2 separate regions of the Ovis aries genome follow, and region 1 is linked to region 2. A link is a contact called in public Hi-C data. All regions are on one chromosome and are shown on one strand. Each heading gives the region's core, a stretch centred on a gene start, on an enhancer-like site or on the middle of the called end of the contact. The rest is flanking DNA. Distances are from core to core; before and after follow the strand shown.

The links. Hi-C and Micro-C count contacts between places; a contact is called where the count stands out from the background.
Region 1: a Hi-C map of muscle shows a contact between it and region 2, with 5 times the contacts expected there. The contact joins two enhancer-like sites. A contact is called at or near these places in 2 of 16 Hi-C or Micro-C datasets (muscle and skin fibroblasts).

What each region holds. Positions count from the first base shown.
Region 1 is chr3:130,203,742-130,206,441 of ARS-UI_Ramb_v3.0, forward strand. It overlaps LOC105607935 (a long non-coding RNA gene), which reads left to right. Exons shown (of 5, transcript XR_009599886.1): 1 at 1-992; 2 at 1,351-1,458. Among named protein-coding and RNA genes, the nearest start is that of PLXNC1, 210 kb to the right of the region's middle. Within about 2 kb of position 1,435, at least 23 of the 54 cell types and tissues checked have an H3K27ac peak or open chromatin away from gene starts, as enhancers often do. A contact at or near this core is called in muscle, where this site is marked.
Region 2 is chr3:130,029,818-130,032,560 of ARS-UI_Ramb_v3.0, forward strand. All of the region lies in intron 2 of CRADD (CASP2 and RIPK1 domain containing adaptor with death domain), which reads left to right. It overlaps LOC132659429 (a long non-coding RNA gene), which reads left to right. Exons shown (of 3, transcript XR_009599888.1): 3 at 1-2,743. Among named protein-coding and RNA genes, the nearest start is that of CRADD, 57 kb to the left of the region's middle. Within about 2 kb of position 1,359, at least 20 of the 54 cell types and tissues checked have an H3K27ac peak or open chromatin away from gene starts, as enhancers often do. A contact at or near this core is called in muscle, where this site is marked.

The sequences.
Region 1 (2,700 bases), core at 185-2,684, 170 kb after region 2:
ACGGCCACAAAGGAAAGGCCATGGTTGCCTGGAGCTTGACAAGGACCCTGAGACTTCGTTGGGGTGGGGCCAACTGTGGCTCTGTCCTCAAGGACTCGGCTCTTCATTTCTTACCATTGAAGTGGCTCAGGTTACCCGTTTCCTTTGTGTTTTTCTGCCAGTGTGAATAAGAGAAATATTAGCCTTTAAAGATTTCTTTACAGTTCCTTGAAAGCTGGCTAGATGAAGTCAGCCAGAGAATTATATAACAGCAAGCCTCATTTAAAGCGACAGTGCCTTTCTATAGGACTGTGGGGTTTCATTGACCAGTTTTCATTGACCAGCTATAAATTATAAAGAAAAAGATACAAATTTTATGAAAAAAAGATAGAGGGACCCTCCCAGTTTTACTTTCTGTTCTTTCACTGAAAGGGATACAATTTCTAGGGTGTTAATTTTTTCTAAAAAGATACAAAACCTCTTTCAAGAAAGATAAGAAAAAAATCACGTTCATTAACCTCAGGCATTTATAGCATGCTTAATCATGTTTGAATTAAGTAGAAAAAAAATAATGAAGAGAAAATCTTTCTAAAGCATTCGTTTGTTTCAAGAGTTTTTGTGAAATTTTATAAATATTCAGCTTTTTTCCCCTCTCAAATGGAACCAGACCCTTTGAGGTAGGGAAGGATTCAAGCATCAGATAATCTGCTGCTACAGTGTTTTCTGTGGTGCTTGAATACCTCTCAAAGTACCCACCAGTCATTAATTCAACTGTTATTTCCATACGCCCTTGGTTTGCCCTTCTCTATCTTTCCATTTTAGAGATAAGAAAACTGAGGCTCAAGGTTTCTGTGACATGCCTGGCAGCACACAGCTCAAGTGGAGACCACATTCTGCGAGTCTGTCTTTCTCTGGCATCACCCTCAGAAGGCCCCCGTTTCCTTTCCTCTGTACCAGTAGTATTCAGCCAAGAGCAGCTCTGCCTTTCAGGGGACATTTGACAACATCTGCAGGTATTTTTTGATTGTCACAACTGGTGGAGGGGAGCGCGGTGTAGGTGCTACTGGCCCTCAGTGGTTGCAGGTTAAGGATGCTGCTAAACCTCTGGCAGGGCACAAACGGCCCCTACAAAGAAGTACCTGGTGCCAAAGGCAATAGTGCAGAGAAGCCGTGGTCTGCATCCGAAGGAAACTCCAACCTCTGGGAGCTGCCAGAGCTCCTCTGCCCAGCGGCAGGCTTGGCCTCTGTCCTGCGGCTGCCATAGGAGCCACTGTCCAGAATGCCCTTTGGCAGTGGCCAGGCATCCCCTGCGGAGTCCCCTACAGGACATGCGGTGCATCGGCTGGAGCTGATGTGTGTTATAATTTATAGTCACAGGGCGCCTGTCTTCATTTAGCAGCAAGCCCGCTGGCAGCCACCCTGCCGGGGAGGAAGCAAGTTCCACAGAGGCCCACAGCCCCCGCCAGCTAACAGCCCGAGGTATTTGGGGACGGCTGCTGCTTGGAGGCACCTGGGAATAGGCGGGGGTGGAGAGGGCGCTGAGCACGTGGTCTCCCCGACCAACCCATCCGTCAGCGGTGGCCCTGCCAGAAGATGGCCTATTGAACATTTCCAGGAATAGCACTGCCAAGCCTGTCAACTGCTTTCTTGGAAATACACTCAATAAGGATGGCGGGCCTCCAGCAGGGAGAGCGGAAAGCCTGGCCTGGACTGCAGGGCTCAGAAATGCTAGTGCAAGGCTGCAGGCCCTATCAGTGCCTTGGGGGAGGGAGCAGTGCTCCCTGGGTTTGGGAGCCTACCAGCTTCTGGGGTCATTGAGAAATGTTTTCAGCCTGGAAGGGAGAGGACCACACCTTTCAAAAGGCCAGGCCCTGCTGACTTCTGCAATCTTGTGACCTTTAGACGCTTGCTGTGTTCCAGCCACCAGCAGACTGGAAGGCTCTCCAGCTTGGAGGCCAGGTATTAACTAGGTTTTACCTGTCAGCAGTGACTGACCTCAGTGTCATCTGGGGAGCCTTGGCCATCACTCCTTTTCATGTCAGCTTCACTCTCAAGTAGAGCCAAAGGAGCACAAGAAAAGCAGGGTATTCCCCCACCCCACCCTGCTCCCAGCCCCTGCACCGTCCTTTCTCAGTCACAGTGAAGACAGAGCAAGTTACAGGCAAAGATGTGACGACTGAAAGAAAAGTATTGTAATCCACCCTTCCCCTACACCCCTGCAGAAGTAACCTTTCTCCTCACAGAGGCCTGACATTCCTGTTGAAATTTCACCACTTGGGACCCTTTGTCGTCTGAGCTACAGCCTTCTCTAGCCTCTGGGGTGCCCAGGCTTGGGGATGCCCTAAGGAGACCAGCTGCCTTCAAAGAAAAACCCTTTGAAGATGTAGGCAGTATAAAAAAGCAAGAAATGAAAAACTACTGTCTGCAGGGTTCAGGAAGTATTGTTCCCTCACCCTTTAACAGTAATAATAGAGTTACAAAGTTTACTGCCGAGCTGGTATGGGACATCTTTCCATTTCTAAAAGCCACCAACTTGCAGGACAAACATTATTCGAGGCCCACACTGAGCTACAGTTAGTCGGCGGTAGGGCCGCCAGTCCCTGGAGGAGGAAATAGTCACCCACTCCAGTATTCTTGCCTGGAGAATCCCATGGACAGAGGACCCCACCAGTTCGTGGGGTCACAAAGAGTCAGACAGGACTGAGGTGACTTAGCATGCAC
Region 2 (2,743 bases), core at 109-2,608:
AAACATTAAAAATTTTTCTTTGCTTTTCTGTAAGCTCAACCATTAACTTAGAAAGCCCTGAAGTTGCTATTTAGTTTTTTTGCCTTATGAGGGAGGAACGATAGATTTTGTATATTCCCTGTGAGTTGTTAGAACAGAAATACTGAGGACTGCTTATGGAGCTGTACACTTGCCCTATTACAGATGAAATGACTCTGTCTAACTGCATTGCTTTAAAATGAGTTTTGTTGCTTTCACGCTCAGGCAAAGATACTTAATTTTACTTTTGTTCGGAGGATCATGTAATATACTGCTTTCCCATGTTGTGCTTCCAAAGCTCTGGGATAAACACCGAATCCTTTTAGGACTGCAGGTTGCTGTCTGATTTACTAGAAAGCATGATGCATGTAGTAAAACAGTAGCTGATGATCACAGAGTCCCACCTGAAAGGCTATTAAGAGGGAAAGTTAAAATATCAGGGAAGGTGCTACTATAGTAAAAACGCTATTTCTCTCTAAAACCCTGGTGTCTCATAGGAAGCCTTGGGTCTTATCTCAGCTACCAACAGTGTTTAAATATGAAAGTAAAGATGACACAGGAGTTCATTCTGTTTTAAGGCCCACTGTTCTTAAGGTGTGTGGTTATTAATCTTGGTTTGAATGTATGAATTATATAAGATTAATTTGCAGATAAGGTCAATGGAGGTTAGTGCATGGGTTTTTAGAATGAGGAGGCAGATACGATTTTACTCATCAGCCTTTCTGCTTCTGTTTTTGACTCTTTGGAAATGCTATTAGTTTTACTCTGTTGTTTTCTTAAAGCTGTGGTCAAAGTAAATAGGCTTGGAGAGAAAAACTCATATTATTTTCTCCTTTGTGAGATAAGGGGGCTGGACTGTGCTCTTTCTAGACAGTTTTCAGGGACTTGAATCGCGGATTCTGAACTCTCACTACTCATTCCAAGCTCTCTACCTTTCTACTCTGCCAGCTTTTTTGTTATCTGATTTGCAAGTCAATGTTATGGAAAGTTTCTATTGTAATGCAAACAGCCTCAGCTTCGGGTTCCAGCTGATATCCACAACTCCAACAGGCTATTCAAGCCACCTCGGAAAGAAAAATCTTTTTAAAAGATGGCAAACTTTGCTTTCACGTTCACCCCAAACGAAGTTCTGGAGCAGCATCTGGCTATGCAGGGTAATCCAATCTATTTTAATGCAAAGATTTTCCAAGAAGGCAGGAAACAGTCCAGGGGAAGGCTTTCAGGCATCTGCTGTTTCGTTTCCAGACCCCTTGTGTTAATTTAATGTTTCTAGGGAACCAGGCTCGTTCTCGTTTCTCAGAATCCCTTCTCTAGGAACTGGTGAGTGCGGTGGCGCTGTGCGAGCAACAGATAAGCAGGCAGCTTGGCGGGGCGCGCGGCGCTCCTTTGCAGCCCGGCTACCCCACCACCCCGGGGGCGCCCCGGGAGTGCTCTGCGGGTGACTCGGCAGTTTCCCTCCGTTCCCAGCATCTTACACAAACGCGGCGCTCGGAGTGACAGAGGTATACTTGAAAGACGTGTTTATTTGCATTTGTCCACTTTGGCCTTAGTGAAAGGTAACTAGGAAGCGATTGGCGGCCCTTTCTCACTCAACCAAAACCAGGGAAAGTCGGCCGATCTCAAGGAAACAAACCAAACCTAACATGAACCTGCGCGAAACGTGAATCTTGCGTTAAACACTTGCATTTATGTTCGGGAAAGAAAATCCCGGGAAAGTTGGCATTCCTTACGATAGGCTGCTGCCCATTCTCGGTGAACTAGCCGTCGCAGGTTGCCGGGAAATTTCTTGTCCTTGTGCGATGAGCGGGTTCGGCAGATTTTGTTTTGCAACTGTACTAGTGGAGTCAGGTGTCTGTGCGGCGCCAGAGCATTAACGCCTTGTGTTCCGGGGCCCTTATCTTCAGGGAGGAACTCTTTCCATTCTCATCTCCCACTTTACAACCAGAAGGATGCATCCAAACTTCCCTTCTGAAAAAAAAATTATGCAGAATCAAAAACAACAACAAAAAAGGCTATCTTTTAAAATACTTTCGTTTTTGTGTATTGGTATCTGTTATTCCTGTTTAGAAACTTAGAATACTAGTAGTTTATGTTGCTATGAGAATTGCCCTGCATACCTAAATGTTAAAGTTTAATGAGTTCACTTGTAACTTAGCTAGTACTCTGATAATGCCACTATGCTTCTAGCAGCCGGTTTAACTGTGGCTAGGTTGATGGAGCCACAGAATCTAAGGTAAAAGAGTGTAGAGGTCATTTAAGCCAGTTTTTAAATGGAATTGTAAGAAACTCTTTTATAACATTTCTGACTGCTTTTTGAGACAGTCCGTTCTTTTGCTGGAGAGCTCTGATTATTATTAGAATGTTACTCTTTTTACTAAATTGAATTCTCTCCTTGGTTCCTGCTCTTTAAATAATAAAAGTATTTTTTTTTTCACGTATTTTAGTGAGTGTGTTATATACTTGGAGATCATAATAAGACAGGAGATTAGATTCATAGTAAAGATAACCATATTTGGAGCTCCAAATTCTTGCTTTATGCCTTATGAATCTTCTTTTGAACTGCTTAGAAACAATGGCAGAATCTCCCATCTCAGGGTAGTACTTGAGATTAAGCAATAAAATGGTATATTGGCAACACAGTTTTCATTTAAAAGATCCCTTTGATGATTTTATGCTTATATTCAGTGTTCTCTTATGGTAAGTTTTGTGTTTACTTTTAGTTTTC